Linked DNA regions of Pan troglodytes: region 2 is linked to region 1. The links are chromatin contacts, called in public Hi-C maps. All regions are on one chromosome and are shown on one strand. The core of a region is the stretch at or near the end of the contact, and the rest is flanking DNA. Distances in the headings are between cores, read along the strand shown.

Region 1 (4,944 bases), core at 2,278-4,777:
TGGGGAGGTCGACTAGGGATATTGCCCCCTAATGGTATTTACCTTAGACCTCGGTACCTGAGCTTTAATCATTCCTAGAACGACTCTCTTAACTGTGTTAATTATCCCCAAGTGTGTTTACTTAAAGCTTCTGTTGTTAATTGTATATCAAATAAATGCCTGGAGTGCGAGCTGCTCAGGGCAGGCTGCAGTGACAAACCTCTCTTGGTATGCAGGCGGTCGGACACTCAGCTGGATTGGCAAAACAGAATATCTGTGTGTCAGTGTACGTTTTATTCATCCATCGTTTGGGTCATGGTCTGCGGACAGACCCCTGCAGCTAATGCCCTCAAATATGAGGAGCAATACCTCAGCCATGCCCAGCTATCTTTTATTTTTTGTAGAGATGGGGTCTCCCTATATTGCCCAGGGTGGTCTTGACCTCTTGGCCTCAAGTGATCCTCCCACTTTGGCCTCTCAAAGTGCTGGAATTACAGGCGTGAGCTACGATGCTCAGCCCTCTGCTTTTAATTCCTGCTTTTATATAGCCAGAAGTGGAATTGCTGGATCATATGGTAATTCTATGTTTAGGTTTTTGAGAAACTGCCAAACTGTTTTCCATAGTGGTTGCACCAACAGTGTATTCCCACCAATGATGCACAAGGGTTCTGATTTTTCCACCACTTATTTTCTCACCAACATTTGTTACTTGTTTTTGTTTTTTTTTAAATAATAGCATCCTAATGAATATTAGAAGGGGTATCTCATTGTCATTTTAATTTGCTTTTTCTTCATTGTTGGTGATGTTGAGCATCTTTTCATGCATTTATTGGCCATTTATAATCTTTGGAGAATTGTCTATTAAAGTCCTTTGCTAAGGCTGTTACTCTTAAGAGCTGAGTTTGTCCTTTCTCCAGGGCTGCTATATCAGTAGTGATAGGCTAGGTTATCCTGCAGTAATGAAAAACTCTGCTATCTTAGTCACTTAAGACAACAAAGTGTATTTCTCACTAACAAGTCTACAAAGGGTCTTTCTCATTGTGGCGTTCCAGGTAACAGGTTGACAGTGACTACATATCCACCACATGTGCTTCCCCTGCTACCACATCACTGGGAAGGGGACATGTCACAGCATGCACTAGGTCTCAGAGCTCACTGCCAGTTACCAAAACAAGCCACACAGCTATGCTAACTTCAAAGTAACTTCAAAGGTGAAACTTAAAGGAAGCAGGGAAATGTCATCCTACCCCGAGCCTGGAAAACTAAGAAAGTGTGTTCCTGGACAGCTCTAATGAGCTCACATCTGCCTACACACTTCCTGTCACCTCTTTCTCCAGCCTCATCTGGGGGTTGGGCTGGAGTTGGGACCCTGAAGCAGAGCCATGTTAATCCTTACCAGAATCTCGTTTCTTCCTTGGCTACCAATCTTTGAAGTTTATTGCATAAGATTATATCCCCTTCTTTGGTTGCCACAGAATTTTTAGCCATTTCCTCCTATATTTTGGTAACTTTAGTACATTTCAGATGAGGAAGATTTTGGGCCCTGCTTTATCTTCCTTTTTTTTTTTTTTTTTTTGGAAACAGAGCCTCTCTGTCTCAAATAAACAAACAAAAACAAAACAAAAACTCCACTCACCTGGGCTGGAGTGCAGTGGCACAATCTCGGCTCACTGCAGCCCCGACCTCCCGGGTTCAAGCGATTCTCCCGCCTCAGCCTCTTGAGTAGCTGGGATTACAGGCGGTGCCACCACACCCGGCTACTTTTTATATTTTTAGTAAAGACGGGGTTTCACCACGTTGGCCAGGCTGGTCTCAAACTCCTGACCTCAAGTGTTCCGCCGCGTTGGCCTCCCATAGTGCCAGGATTACAGGCATGAGCCATCGCGCCCGACCCTCTCGCTCAATTTTAATAGAAACACTGCAAAGCCAAGGTTTCTGTGTAAGTTCTATCAACTCCTGACCAAGAAACCTATTTAAAAGAAACGCACAGTTGACATTCATTAAATGTTTATTGTGTAACAGGCTCCGAACTTGTCGTTTACATTCATGATCTCGTTTAACCCTCACCGCAAACCCATGAGGTAAGTACCTTTTACCCATTTTGTACGTGGGGAAACTATGGCTGAGATCCAAGGCTGAATGCCTGGTGAGCACTGTAGCCTGTGTTCCAGCAGAGCCTATCCAACTCCAGGGCTGGCCCTGCTCCAGAATAAGCAGAAAGGACCTCCAACATTGTGCTGGGCATTAAGGATGACTTGGTTTGGCCTGACTGACGCTCTGCTCTGGATTCCTCTCCACTTTCTTTTTCTTTTTTTTCCCCCCCACAGCACCCATGTTTTAAAATTTATTTTGAGACCAAGTTATGAGACTGGCTAATTTCTGTATGCTTTGGTAGAGACAGGGGTCTCGCCATATTGCCCAGGCTGGTCTCGAACTCCTGGTCTCAAGCGATCCACCGCCTCGGCCTCCGGAATAGTTGGGACTACAGGCGTGAGCCCTGCACCCGGCCCAAAGTCTCTTTAGTAAGAGGGTAGGATCGGGCCTAGCTTTTGCAGCCGCGCTGGCCCTTTGGCCTCTGGGGCTCTCAAACTCCCAGCCCTCGGGGGAGACACAGGGCTTAGTGGCTGTGCGGGCTTCCCCAGGCCTGGGGGAAAAGCGGGTCCACCTCTGGCCCTGGCGAGGACCCAAGACCTGGACGGGGGCCATGGCGTGGGGGAGGCCAGGACATCCGCGGAAGGCGGGGACCTCGCCCGGACGCCGCACGCAGCTGTGGCCCCTCCATGCCACCCGTCCTGGGCCCCATAGCCATGGCTGTTTTGTTTTCCCAGCCAAGGAGCTTCATCTTCCAGACGACGCGGGAAAGGGACGGGGCTTGGCGGGACCCGGAAAGAGCCTCTTCGACTGGAGCGGGCAGTGGCGAAGCCGGCTAGTGAGGGCGGAGCCCTGGGCGGCGGGATCCACAGGCCGCAGACATCCCGACCCCCGGCTCCCGGCGCCGGTCCTTCCGGTCCCAGGGCACCCCCTGCTGGCTAGGTGCGGAAAGCCCCTCCACTTTCCCGTGTCTGGCCAACACTTGACAGTCAAGTGGAAAATGTAGGCTCTAGTTTGTAAATAGATCCATGTTAAACCTATCCTTGAATTTGTATTCTGATCTTTTAGTTATTAATTCCCATGTAAAACAGGTTTTAACTGGGATTAGGCTTTAGTGTGGTCTTTGGCGGTCTCAGGATCCCTGGAAACGTGTGGCATGTGCATTTCTTAGAGTGTCTGTTGTTTCATCACATCTTAAAATGAGTCCATGACCCAAAGTATTAATTGCTAGCATAAAACATCTAAATGTTTTTGTTCAAAACTCCAAGGAATTCTGCTTTATTCTGTTAAAAGCAGCCTCCAGTTTGAGGCTCAATTTCTGCGCACACAGTTCGGTACTACATATATCCTCTAGGTGGCAGCATAACCCTCAATATAAAAACCCATTCTGAGCCCCGCGCGGTGGCGCGCCTGGAATCCCAGCTGCAGCTACTCTGGAGGATCGCTAGAGCCCAAGAGCTGATGCAATGCGCCAGGACTGCACCTGTGAACAGCCACTGGCACTCCAGCCTGGGCAGCAGCGAGACCCCGTCAATAAACAAACAAACCACCCGATTAGGCGCGGTGGCTCACTTCTGTAATCCCAGCACTTTGGGAGGCCCAGGCGGGTGGATGGCTTAAGCCCAGGAGCTCGAGACCAGCCTGGGCAGCATATAGAGACCTCATCTCTACAAAGAATTAAAAAATTAGCTGGACATGGTGGCACGCGCCTGTGGTCCCAGCTACTCGGGAGGCTGAGGTGGGAGGGCCACCTGAGCCCAGTTTGGAGGCTGCAGTGAGCCGCAATCGCATCACTGCACTCCAGCCTGGGCAACAGAGCCATACTGTCTCAAAAATAAATAAGTAAATAAATAAATAAAACATAAAAACTATTTTGGGATCCTGACCCTGTGGTCTTTGAACTTCTCTCTTTTCTTTCTTTTTTTTTTCTTCTTCCTTCCTTCCTTTTCTTTTTCTTTCTTTCTTTCTTCCTTCTCTTTCTTTCTTTCTTTCTTTTCTTTTCTTCTTTCCCTTTTTTCCTTCTTTTTGAGAGAGGGTCTCATTGTCACCCAGGGTAGAGTGAGAGGCACTATTACTGCAGCCTTGAACTCCTGGGCTCAAGCGATCTTCTTACCTCAGCCTCCCGAGTAGCTAGGACTACAGCTGCATGCCAGCACACCTGACAATTAATTTTTTTTTTTGAGACGGAGTCTCGCTCTCTCCCAGTCTGGAGTGCAGTGGCGCAATCTCGGCTCACTGCAAGCTCCGCCTCCCGGGTTCACGCCATTCTCCGGCCTCAGCCTCCCGAGTAGCTGGGACTACAGGCGCCCACCACCACGCCCGGTTAATTTTTTGTATTTTTTAGTAGAGATGGGGTTTCACCGTGTTAGCCAGGATGGTCTCCATCTCCTGACTTCGTGATCCACCTGCCTCGGCCTCCCAGAGTGCTGGGATTACAGGCGTGAGCCACTGCGTCTGGCCAAAAAAAATTTTTTTTTTATAGAGACAGGGTCTCGCTATGTTGCTCAGGCTGGTCTCAAACTCCTGGGCTAAGGCACCCTCTCGCTTCAGCCTCCCAAAGTGTTGGGATTACAGATGTGAGCCACCAGGCCTGGCCTGGCCTGAATTTTCTTTTTTCTTTTTTTTTTTTCTTTCTTTTTTTCTTTTCTTTCTTTTTTTCTTTTTTTTTTGAGACAGAGTCTTGCTCTGTCTCCCAGGCTGGAGTGCAGTGGCCTGCTCTCACTCGCTGCAACCTCCCCCTCCCGGATTCAAGCAATTCTCCTGCCTCAGCCTCCCGAGTAGCTGGGATTATAGGCATGCGCCACCATGCCCGGCTAATTTTTGTGTTTTTAGTAGAGACGGGGTTTCACCATGTTGGCCAGGCTGGTTTCGAAC
Region 2 (4,718 bases), core at 1,928-4,427, 660 kb after region 1:
TGCCATCCTGTGGACTACTCTCTCTCTCACCCTATGGGGAAAGGGTGAATGAATTTCACCCTATGTGAAAGGAAAATGAATTTCTAGAGCAGCAAAACAAAATTCTTTATTTTTTTTACATAGAAATTGATTGTGTTTGCTATCAGTGATGTAATTATTTTACAAAGAAGCCCTTGAACTATGACAGAAATTCTGGATGCTCTGTCACTGTGTCAATCTCAATATATCAATCACAACGCGTGTGATTTGGGGTTAATATGAAGCAAAAACAAACTTCTCTTAGGTTAAGTATATTTTCCGAGATTTAAACTAGTTTCCTAACTTTTTTCCCCAGGTTTCCAAATTCTTAGTGTAACACCAACCAAACATCAAAAGAGATTATTAGAGTTTCAATAAAATAAATAAAATTAAAGAATAAGTTTATAATTCACATTATTCCATTACATGCATTATTAGAGAGGACATTTCATTAAAGCATGCAAGCTGCATTTTTTTAAAATTTCGACATGTAGATAGTTTAAACTAGAAGCCAGCCAACACTTTGATATAGCATAAGACAACTGGGAAATGTCAGTTGACTAAAGTGGTTATTTGAAGAAAATAAGCAAACACAATATTCTTTTTGTCTATTGATATGTGATGCTGTACTGTTATTGGGCAAACTTTTTAATTAACAGAAAACTCTAATGCTTATGATGACAAAAACATGTTCTGTAAAATAGCACTGTGTATGAAAATAGTACAAAAGGGGGAAATTAGAACTCTGACACCACAGTGTCAATGAACATCACACAGATTGAAGATCACAGTAATGAATGACCAACATCTTTAGGCTGGAAAGAGTGGGAAAAATTAAGAATTTCACGGAGATGTTATTTTCAAAAATAGACTCAATAAAATCACCAAACTCACCATTGGGTTCAGAATGTGACCAATCATCTCTTTCACTTTTATGTTACCTTTGTGGAGTTTTATTAATGGAAATGAAGAAATTTACTAGAAAAACATGATTGTAGGCACTGTTAAATTTACTTTCTCTTTGTATAATTTCATGAAAGTGACCTGAACTGCTTTGCAGCATTAGTAGGGAAAAAGATAAATATATGAAATTAAAAGGTGAGAATAAATAAAAAGTTTTTCTCTCTCCAGTGAGAAAGTGATAATCATAATGTTTACTTAAAGCTATCATCTAACCAAATCCATCAGTACACTGATTTTTTTTTAACTTGAGATTTTAATAATGCTGAAGCATTTCCGTCACCTCAGTATTAGTGCTTCCTTGTTTAAATCTCAAAGGGCCACCATCCAAGGCTGCAAATATACAAATAATAAAATTTTGGTATTTAAGAATACCCATCTTCTAATAGGACAGCCATGACAATAATAATGGCATTGATAGAAGAAAACAAGAAAATTTCAAGAAGATAAATACTAGGGAAAGTTTTTAGATTAACATGCAAGTATGATACCCTCCCTCACAAAAATCTTCATTAACACTAAGCCTGTAAATTTCATAGAATACTTCTTGAACTAGGAGAACTGGAATCACTCATCCTGTTAGAATGCAATTAATTGGACCCTCTTGAACCAGTATCTTGTGTGTTAGGAGTTCTAAATCTGTTAAGCGTCTTCAGGCACTAAACAAGATCTGAATACTAACGGGTTCATTTATTTCACTGATTACTGTATGCAGATATGAAATTCCAGGCACTGATTTTTCATTAAACCACTCTCTTAACTTGGCTCTCTCTTTTCACCTGAATCCATATGCTTGCCACGAAAATTGTAATATTGATTTTTAACATTTCCCCACAGTTCAAAAATATTGTTTGCAAAAAATCAAGGGCCTTTTCTAACAATTCATGTAATTCCTGTTATTAGCTAATGTGTAAGAGTAGGGAACAATTAAACATACTGTATACAAAATCTTACCATGCTGAATTGCACCCAAGATATTAGTTCAGTCATCCTTCAAATTACCTCACAACTAAAAAGGATCAGATACTTAAATAAAAACTTCAGGCAAGGTAGGAAAGAAGTCTTTTATCATCCCTGTATATTGCAAAAGTGTTCCATTCTCTCGAAATTCACATTATATTTATTAATGAGCAGCACATGGAAAGAAAGAAAATGAGAGAAAGAGAAAGAGAAGGAAGGAAGGAAAGAAGGAAGGAAGGAAAGAAGGAAGGAAGGAGAGAAGGAAGAGAAGAAAAGATAAAGAAGGAAAGAAGTCAGGATGGTAGGAAAGTGGGAGACAGAAAGAGAGCTAGAGCTAGAGATAAGGATGACAGAGATAAAAGAGAGAAACTCTAATGTCTTTGATATCCCCCAATTTAAAAGAGAAGGATGTGACCCCCCCCCCTCGTTTACATATAATGGAACAAGCCAAGTCTCCATTCACTACATGTGGACAGTAAGAAAACTTTCATGGGGAAAACTTTTGGGGGGAAATGAAGGTGATTTCCGAGCTGCTACTGCAGTTGTATATGACACTGACATTTATTTCCTATAATTCTTGCCCACAGGAAACACATCCTTTAAGAAACTGAATAAAATCAAGTTTGACATTCTCATAATCTGCAAGGCATCAACTTCCCTGAGAAGCTCACATTCCCCCAAGACACACACATATATGTAAGGAGCGAGACATTCAGGCGATGAGCTGTGAAAGGTACTTCCACATTGTGTGGGTGCCAAGGATTTGGTTATTCCTGAACCTGAATCCAAAAAGCGGGGGTGGGGTGTGCGATAACAAATGAGGGTGAGAAGAATGTTTGCATGAAACCAGACACCCTTTTGGAATCTAGGCTGAGAATCAGGATCCCACCCCCTTGCCTACCGCCAGGCTCCAGTAAGCAACCTCTGGCGTCCTCCCCTCTGCTCCTTCCGCAGCAGCAGACATAGGGATCCCGAGTAGCCAGTGAGCTTAGGTCCCGCCGACAGCTCCTGCCAAGCGCTTCTCTCTCGACTAGTTATCAATTGAGAAAAAAAGGATCAGAGACACACAAGGATGGTGATCAAAATCCAGTGTCAGGCACCAGGGTCCCAGAAGGTTCCAGCTCCTCTTCTGCGCCCTTACCCAGCTCTTTTCGCCTGGCAAAGGGTCACCCAGGGAGCCCCCAGCAGCAGATCCTTCCCTTTTATAGCACCAATCTTCGCCGCCACTGCCACACTGCGCGCCCGCTATCCACTCACCGCACACCGAGAAGGCCTGGCGGAGACAGCGCAGGGGGAGGAGGGTGGATTAAAAGGATAGATTTTTGGAAGGGTAAGGGAGAAAAACTGATGTTGTAACCACACACAGGACTGAGAAGAAACCAAAACAAGTTGTAGCTTCAGGAGCGGGGAGGACGCTTTCGCCAGCTCAAAAAAAAAAAAAAAAAAAAAATCATCCCCCACCAAAATCAGGGGGAGGAAGCTTTCTGCTCCTTGAGCGATCACCGAGCGCACCTCGCAATCTCTGATCTTCGAACCCACTGAAAAAGCACAAGGCATGGGGAGTCCTGTTGGTTCACGCCCCGGGTGCGAATACCAAAAGCAACTCCCGCGGGAAAGCCTGCAGGAAACTCGAGACAAAGAGAGGCAAACGCAACGCTGGGAAGAGCCAGGGGTGCTGCCGTCTGCAAAAGCAGAGACGCGTCTCCCTTCGGGCAAAATGACTGCTACAAAGTCTGTTCCCTCCTGCGCAGGGACAGAGACATTTAAAGGCCTGAACGGACGTCAGCACCAGTAGAGCTCGCTGGGTGAGCGCCAGGTCTCCCCGCCCCAAGGATAGCGCGCACAGGGCGATCTGCTGCTCGCGAGGTAGAAAGTGGCTTACTTGGGGAGAAAACAGAGCCGGTGGCGCTGCTGAGTGTCAAACCCTGGAGCCCATCGTCAAGACGTTATACTGGCGGCAGTTCTGCTGTGAGTGCACTTGCCAGAGCTGCGTGGAGAGGTCTGGCCACTCTGTGCGCGCGCACCCAATATTGGCTTACCAAGGAACTCAACACCTGGTTTTTAGAAAAAAACACTTTTCTCTTTAGCTCTAGTTTGAGTCAGTATTCTGATTCGTTTCTCAAAGTTAGTTGAAATCCATCAAGATGTCTTTTACAAGAAAGGGATTAGACTTTCCCGTTCTTGAAATTCCAATCAAGATAATACTTAATCTTTCCTTAAGCCCCACTGTCTACTTCCTAACTCAGAGTCACAATGGATGAAAGTATTCAAGTGTCTTCAAACGACCATTACCCTGCATTCTAAGACGATTTGCATACTTTGACGCCCTTTAGTAACTGCAAATTATATTTTTTCAAGTTTGTTTGCCAGCTGGCTTCAGATCAGGTTCAGTCAATGAAAACTGGAGTGTAGGAAATCGGCCGGTGCCCAAAGGGTAACAGCTAGGTTGTTCCTCCTCCTTTGCCTCTGCTATGGGTGACATCTACACCATTGCCTGTCCTCTAAATGGTTCTAGTTTCCATCAGGGAACGCTGGCTCCTTGTCTTTAGTAGCTTGACCTTCCCCCTTTATACTTTCAACCTGTTTCTGATTATAATTTGACTTCTCATATAGAGTAATCAGAGGGAGACAATTTACTGATTTCAACCAATTACTATTCTCTATATTTTATTTATTTATCATACTATAAGACTGCATTTTATGTGTGTTTTAAGCATGATTCAGCCACTCAAAATTTGACAAAAGCAGCACTGGTATCTTCCAAAAGGAAGGTCAGATCC

Evidence for each region. A called contact is a pair of places that touch in the nucleus more often than the background predicts.
Region 2: a Hi-C map of stem cell-derived neural progenitor cells shows a contact between it and region 1, with 6 times the contacts expected there. The contact joins two enhancer-like sites. A contact is called at or near these places in 1 of 7 Hi-C or Micro-C datasets (stem cell-derived neural progenitor cells) and 1 of 1 datasets of contacts at active chromatin or transcription factors (stem cell-derived excitatory neurons).

The regions. Positions count from the first base shown.
Region 1 is chr19:52,590,189-52,595,132 of NHGRI_mPanTro3-v2.0_pri, forward strand. No RefSeq gene overlaps it. Among named protein-coding and RNA genes, the nearest start is that of SPECC1, 17 kb to the right of the region's middle. Within about 2 kb of position 3,528, at least 14 of the 24 cell types and tissues checked have an H3K27ac peak or open chromatin away from gene starts, as enhancers often do. A contact at or near this core is called in stem cell-derived excitatory neurons and stem cell-derived neural progenitor cells, where this site is marked.
Region 2 is chr19:53,254,879-53,259,596 of NHGRI_mPanTro3-v2.0_pri, forward strand. It overlaps the pseudogene CCDC144A. Among named protein-coding and RNA genes, the nearest start is that of ZNF624, 81 kb to the right of the region's middle. Within about 2 kb of position 3,178, at least 12 of the 24 cell types and tissues checked have an H3K27ac peak or open chromatin away from gene starts, as enhancers often do. A contact at or near this core is called in stem cell-derived excitatory neurons and stem cell-derived neural progenitor cells, where this site is marked.